Regions from separate parts of the Sus scrofa genome. Here region 1 is linked to region 2. Evidence: chromatin contacts called from public Hi-C data. All regions are on one chromosome and are shown on one strand. The core of a region is the stretch at or near the end of the contact, and the rest is flanking DNA. Distances in the headings are between cores, read along the strand shown. Region 1 has its middle 20 kb from the start of FAM8A1. Region 2 overlaps RBM24 (RNA-binding protein 24).

The links. A called contact is a pair of places that touch in the nucleus more often than the background predicts.
Region 1: a Hi-C map of fetal heart ventricle shows a contact between it and region 2, with 7 times the contacts expected there. The contact joins two enhancer-like sites. A contact is called at or near these places in 5 of 47 Hi-C or Micro-C datasets (embryonic fibroblasts, fetal heart ventricle, fetal skeletal muscle and 1 more) and 1 of 2 datasets of contacts at active chromatin or transcription factors (skeletal muscle).

The regions. Positions count from the first base shown.
Region 1 is chr7:13,357,044-13,360,138 of Sscrofa11.1, reverse strand. No RefSeq gene overlaps it. Among named protein-coding and RNA genes, the nearest start is that of FAM8A1, 20 kb to the left of the region's middle. Within about 2 kb of position 1,263, at least 3 of the 83 cell types and tissues checked have an H3K27ac peak or open chromatin away from gene starts, as enhancers often do.
Region 2 is chr7:13,133,310-13,136,502 of Sscrofa11.1, reverse strand. All of the region lies in intron 3 of RBM24 (RNA-binding protein 24), which reads right to left. Among named protein-coding and RNA genes, the nearest start is that of RBM24, 8.4 kb to the right of the region's middle. Within about 2 kb of position 1,667, at least 10 of the 83 cell types and tissues checked have an H3K27ac peak or open chromatin away from gene starts, as enhancers often do.

The DNA.
Region 1 (3,095 bases), core at 14-2,513, 220 kb before region 2:
AATTGTTTTATGATGCTTTTCTGCCCTCCAGTGGTCGCCAAGCAGCATTAAGAAATTTATCATCTGCTTTTAAATATTGTACAGCGTAAGAATACACTTTCTTCATCATAGAACTTTTTCGTTTAGGAATTCAAAATGATTTATCAATGTGTCAGCCTTCGCCTAAGGTACGTGCTATTCTTGAAAATAGGCAGACTCAAGGCACAACACCGTAGAGCGCAAAGCGACTTCAGGCAGCCAGTAGGTGGAGGAATTTCCAAAGCTAAGCTCTCCAGCACACTCTCCAAAGCCGACTGCAGAACCCGAGCATCTTAAAAATCATCCATGCTGTCTTCTCCGACTTACACTAACACACACCAAGGACCACGGACTGGCTCCCCGTAATGTATATGGAAGAGCTCTGAGTCACATGTACCTACACATACGGTGCCCAGGAAATTCCATTAAAAGAATGGACTATTTTAGGTTTAGGTTAGGATTCGAGTTGACTTGGGAAATATGAGAATTGGAGGTGAGGGGAAAGCTTTTTAGGTATGGAGAGCATGCAATAAAAAGCCGAACATTGGTAGCGTGTGTGAGGAAAATGACTGTGACATAAGGGAGGAAAGAGGCCAGAGAGAGCGCGCCCGTTGTGCGAAGCTGGAAAGTGTATCAACGCGCAGAAAGGTCAAGGGAGGGAGGATCGGCCTGGATCCACTCAGCCGTGCAAAACTATTCTGAACGTCAAAGAACAGATATTTATGAACTCTCAAGTGTTGGTACAAATGAACACGAAATGCATTGATTTGCTTCTGTCTCTGCTGCTCTTTTTTGTTTTTAATTTTAATTTAATTTTTTTTTTGACACTGCCTATGGAAGTTCCCAGCCTAGGGGTCTAATCAGAGCTGCAGCTGATGACCTAAGCCATAGTCACAGCAACGCCACATCTGATCCATGTCTCCAAGCTACGCTGAGGCTCACAGCACTGCCGGAGCCTTAACCCATTGAGTGGGGCCCGGGATGGAACTGGAGTCCTCATGGATACCAGTCAGGTTTGTTACCGCTGAGCCACAATGGAAACTCCAGAATTACATGTCTTTAAAAGTGTCACAGGTATTTGTCAAATGGGCATATCTCTGGTTAGTGGCAGATCCAGAATGGAAACCAGCTCTTCTGATTCCCATGCCAAAGCTCTCTGATTCCTTTTCTGAAGTGTTAATGAAGTCTGAGCTTTTTTCCCCCTGGGGTCCTATTGGAAATATATTCTGTCTGGTGGATGTTGAAGAGGGACTTATTTCTGTAAACTATGGAGTATGAAATTAATTTGAGAAAATAGTTGTCTAGCCAGTTGGTAGAAACAGCCTGCAAAATGTAGGCCACATTGGTGATGTAATTATTTTAGATGCTAACATAGGAGAGAACATTTTGCTAACTGTGGAGGGAACCAGATTTTAGGTGGTAATGATGGGACATCTCGAGTTCCATATCCACCAAATGGGCTTACATGAAAATATTCTCTTTAAATTCTCCAGAGGATTGCATATTAGCTGTGATTAAGCATGAAGTACCAACCACTTATTCAGTTAGTTTGGACAGGGGATTTGGCTATCTTAGGTTTTCAAATATTATTTCTTTTTCAATAGGCCTATACAATTAATTTCTTTTTGCTTAGATTAGCCAGATAAATATAAAAATATGTTTGAGTTTGCCATTACAGTCAGAGCTAAAGAAATGAGAGTCATAATGGTGGAGGAAACTCCTGGGTATATTATCCAGTTTTTCTCTATCCCAGGATATGGAGAATACATATAACTTACACCTACTTTACTTCATATTGCCATTCATTTATGTCATTTTCCTGAAGATACATATTAGACATGGCTTCTACGAAATAACAATGTCTGTAATATCCACAAAGGATCATAGATTTTTTTCCACACGCCCACGGCATGTGGAAGTTCCCAGGTCAGGGATGGAACCCACACCACAGCAGTGATAACACTGGATCCTTAACTTCTAGGCCCCCAGGGTACTCTAGGATCATATATCTATAGCTATTATTATTATTACTATTATTATTTTTGCTTTTTAGGGCAGTACGTGCGGCATATGGAAGTTCCCAGGCTAGGGGTCGAATCTGACCTTCAGGTGCCAGCAACGCAGGAACTGAGCTGCATCTGTGACCTACACCACAGCTCACGGCAACACCAGATCCCCAACCCATTGAGTGAGGCCAGGGATAAAACCCGAACCCTCAGGGATACTGAGGTAGGTTTGTGGATACTGAGCCACGATGGGAACCCCGGGATCATAGATTTCATCACGCTTGATTGCAGAAGGCAGTTACTCTCCTGGAACTGACTTAACTCTGCCTAACTCTGATATTTTCTCTATAGCTTTTAAGCTGCAGCAGGGGGTGTTATACTATCAGCTGCATGCAGTGCAGGCTGCTGGGGAACAGGTGTCATTAGCTCGCTCCTGCGAGGGATGGGTACCATTCATCATGTGTGGGCACGATTATGCCCCATAGGGACCATAAGCAGGAAAGTACAGTCTTCCCAAACAAATCTACAGAACTGTTATCTTCATGGGAAGACTTCCCATTATGCTTATTGACTTATGAGTTAAAAAAATGAGGCCACCGAGTTATTAAAAATAACATTTTAAATGCGTACCTTCTGATTAGTTCCCCAAATGAATTCCTGATCTTGTGGGAAACTGCTAATTGAATTTTTTTCTCATTGAATTTTAATTAAAAAAAACCTCTGTGATATTGTGAATGACATTTAATAATTAATATCATGGTTTAGTAAGTGTGGTCAATGATGTGTTTCTTTCATCTGGATCTTCAGGTCAGCATGAGGTATCATTTTTTTTTTTTAAAACAGTGATGGTTCTAAAAATCAAGATATTAAAACAAAAGTTGACTTAGAACTCAAATATTCAAAGTTGTAGTTTTAGGTGAAAATTATCTTTAAATATAAATGCATTGTCCTGGAGGGAAACCTGAAAAAATTCTCTACCAACAGGCAAACATTATCCTTCATTAGTTATATATTCTGTGCCAAGTTACTAACTAGGGGAGGAACAAAAATCATTTGGAGAACTCTGGGGGA
Region 2 (3,193 bases), core at 418-2,917:
TATTAACATTCATGGCAGTGATTCCCAAAGAGATGTGCAGCACGCTTTTTGTCTTTCTTTCTTTCTTTTTTCTCCATTAAATTCATAAGGACACAAGGGTCAATCAAACCTGTTTGACTATCAGGCAACCGAAGGTCAGCCAGCTTGTTTATCTCTATGCAAGACAGACAGAAGGGGTTTTGGGGAAATGATGAGGTTGAGGGAAAAGGTAGCGACAGGGGAACAGAACTAAATATTTCTAAAATTAATATCAACTTTAAAAGGTTACATAATAATAAGCGTAAGGAAACATTTCTTGTGGCGCATCAACTACCTCTTATCCTCTAACTCAACAGAAACAGATTTATTAGCATAGCTGTTTTAAATCTTCCCTACGGGTAGAGATTTTATACAAATCAATTCTATTATGTATTATCCTGCAAAAGTTCTAGAAAGTGAAACAAAACCAAGTTCCTTTTACAATTACATATTCAGAGGTTACATACAAGACACACTCCAACGACCTTACGTAAAGGTTAATTTTGTTAAAAAAAAAATAAATCGCAAGAGGCATTTGGAAAAAAACCATGCATCTCAGTTCTCTTGCGATTCATAACTGCCCAGTTAAAACACTACCGTGAGTATCTGATTTATTTTCATCCTTCTTTAGAATAATCTCCATCAAAACCCCCTGGATTTCTAAAAATATCACACTATAATGCCATCTGGTTGTTGCCAAAGCAACTTATAAGAAATACAAGCACAAGTACCATCTTCAAATTTTAAAGAACTCCGAACAGAGAACTCCATGTTCAGATTTCGTGAACATAAATTTTGCTTTGCCTTTTCAGAGTTTTACTGAAAGCACCCATGAAACGGACATCCATGGAAAAGATGAATTTATCACAGCGGGTGGCGAACCTTGACCCTGATGATAAAAATACACTCCATTTTTACTAGACTTGTAGATCTTTCCCAGTGCCAGGAGAAACAACGTCATCAAGTGTTTCTGAGGACACTTAGAGATGTTCTCAGTTGCTTGTCAGAAACCAGATGCCTGGTCATGCACACAACTCAGAACTTCCCTGCAGGTCAGGTGACTGGCTCGCTCACAACGACAGGTGTGGCTTTATGAAACACTGGCCCTGGAGGCCGGCCCTGTCCATGATGTGCAGACGCGGCTAAGAGAGCCTCCGCTCCTGCCAGTTTGCATGTGGTGATGGACAGCAAGGGCTGCAGCCGGGCTATTTTTGATCCTGTCATGCGACAAGGGTTTCCAGCGGGTAAAATGTCTTTATAAGGCCAAAGTAAAACATCTATCAGCTGCAAAGGCCAGCCAGTGTGAACCTCACTGATAGCGCAACATTAACCCCTGTGCTCCTGAAGTTGCAAAGACAACATAATGGTTGCTAGGCTGGTATCTCTGAAGAGAGGTGGTAACGCACAGTCAGTTTAGCCTACACAAGGCAGGATAAAATTGCGTGTGTGAGAAGATGGCTTTCCGGGACAGATAGGGCCTCTTACAGGACTCTTATCTCTGCATTGATTCCACAGGAAGAGTTTGCCTTTGCGAAGGCCAACCAGTGAGAGTATACGGTTCCTGGGAATATCAGAAACCTCCACGGAGTCTGGCAAGGGGTAGGAGGCCATCTGGAAGGCAAACGAAACCCTAGAGTTGTTTGAAGGCTTAGGGAAAGGAGAGCTCAGAAGACCATGGAGAGACGAAAATATCTCAGTGCAGGAAGGGAGGCAGAAATGGACTAAAGGGCGAGGCGGCACTTCTGAAGCAATTCCTGTTTGAGTTCTTTTAATAGTCCAAGGAACCCACAAGGCCGTTCGGAACCTCCCTTCTACTGGAGATCTACCAACCTTCTTTTCCTCGGTAAATCACAGAAGGTACATGCGTAGCAGTAACAAAAGCACAAGAGCAAAGCAGACGCTCTGGGCGATTTTCAAAGAAAATGGACCGCGTTCTCCTTTTCGTCCCATCGCTTCAGGTCCCTCTGACATCTTTCTGTGACTTTTTTTTTTTTTTCCTTTGTTTGCTTTTTAGGGCCGCACATGTGGCATATGGATTTCCAGGCTAGGGGTGAATCGGACCTGCAGCTGCCCGCCGGCCGACACCACAGCTACGGCAATGCTGGGTCCTTAACCCACTGAGCGAGGCCAGGGATCAAATCCAAATCCTCACGGATACTAGTCGGGTTTGTAGCCCACTGAGCCACAACAGGACTCCTTTTTGAGACTTCTGACATCCTAATGGGTTCCCTCTTCCAGCTTCTCACATAAACTGCTGACCCAGGCTTCATCTCAGTCCTTTGTTCAAAGTAATCTAGGTCCCTAAAATCGTATCAAACCAAGTGTAAATTTATTATTATTATTATTATTATTATTTTTTTTTTTTTTGCTGCGCCCACAGCATGCGGAAGTTCCTGGGCCAGGGATCAACCCATGCCACAGCGGATAACCAGAGCCACAGCAGTGACAACGCCAAATCCTTAACCCACTGAACCACCAGCAACTCCAAACTGCTCAAACGTTGGCATGCCAGGCCTTTTATACTTCTGGTTCCAACATACCTTTTGCAGTATCTCTTCTCCCTTTCCTTGAACCCAAGTCCGCTGGGCTCCTCAGTGTCTTCTGGATACCCCGCACACTCCTAGAGCCTCACCTTGGCTCACCCCTCTGCCAGGGGTGCCCGTCACTCCATCTCTACCTGTTGAAATTCTAATCCCATCATTCTAGCTCTACCACTCACTATGTGTAAAGCCTCCAGGAATTTTCTTCACCTTTTCGTCTCACATATTTCTCATGAGTGACCTGAACCTAACATATTTCCAACCCTGAATTGCTGTGCATTAAACTAAAAATATCCAGGTGAAGAGTCTACAGTGAGGAATATACTCATTGCAAGAGCTTCCTCGCCTCCCTCATGCTTTAAAATCTAGGTCAGCTTTTTCCTCCTTCATGAAGACTTCCTGGATCCCACCAACCTGATGTCTCTCTGCCTTATCTGAAGCCATATGGACAGCCCTTCTGGATGCGTCTCACTTTTCTTACTAGATTACAAGAGAGAGTGGAATTGTGTCTTTTTGGCTACAGCTTGACACAAAGGAAAGAGGATGCTTTTTGAGGTCAGGCAGAGCGTGATTCTGAACCTAGAACCAGACTCTTTGCCTGAATAGCCCACGTGGAAAATTAATTAACTTTCTTC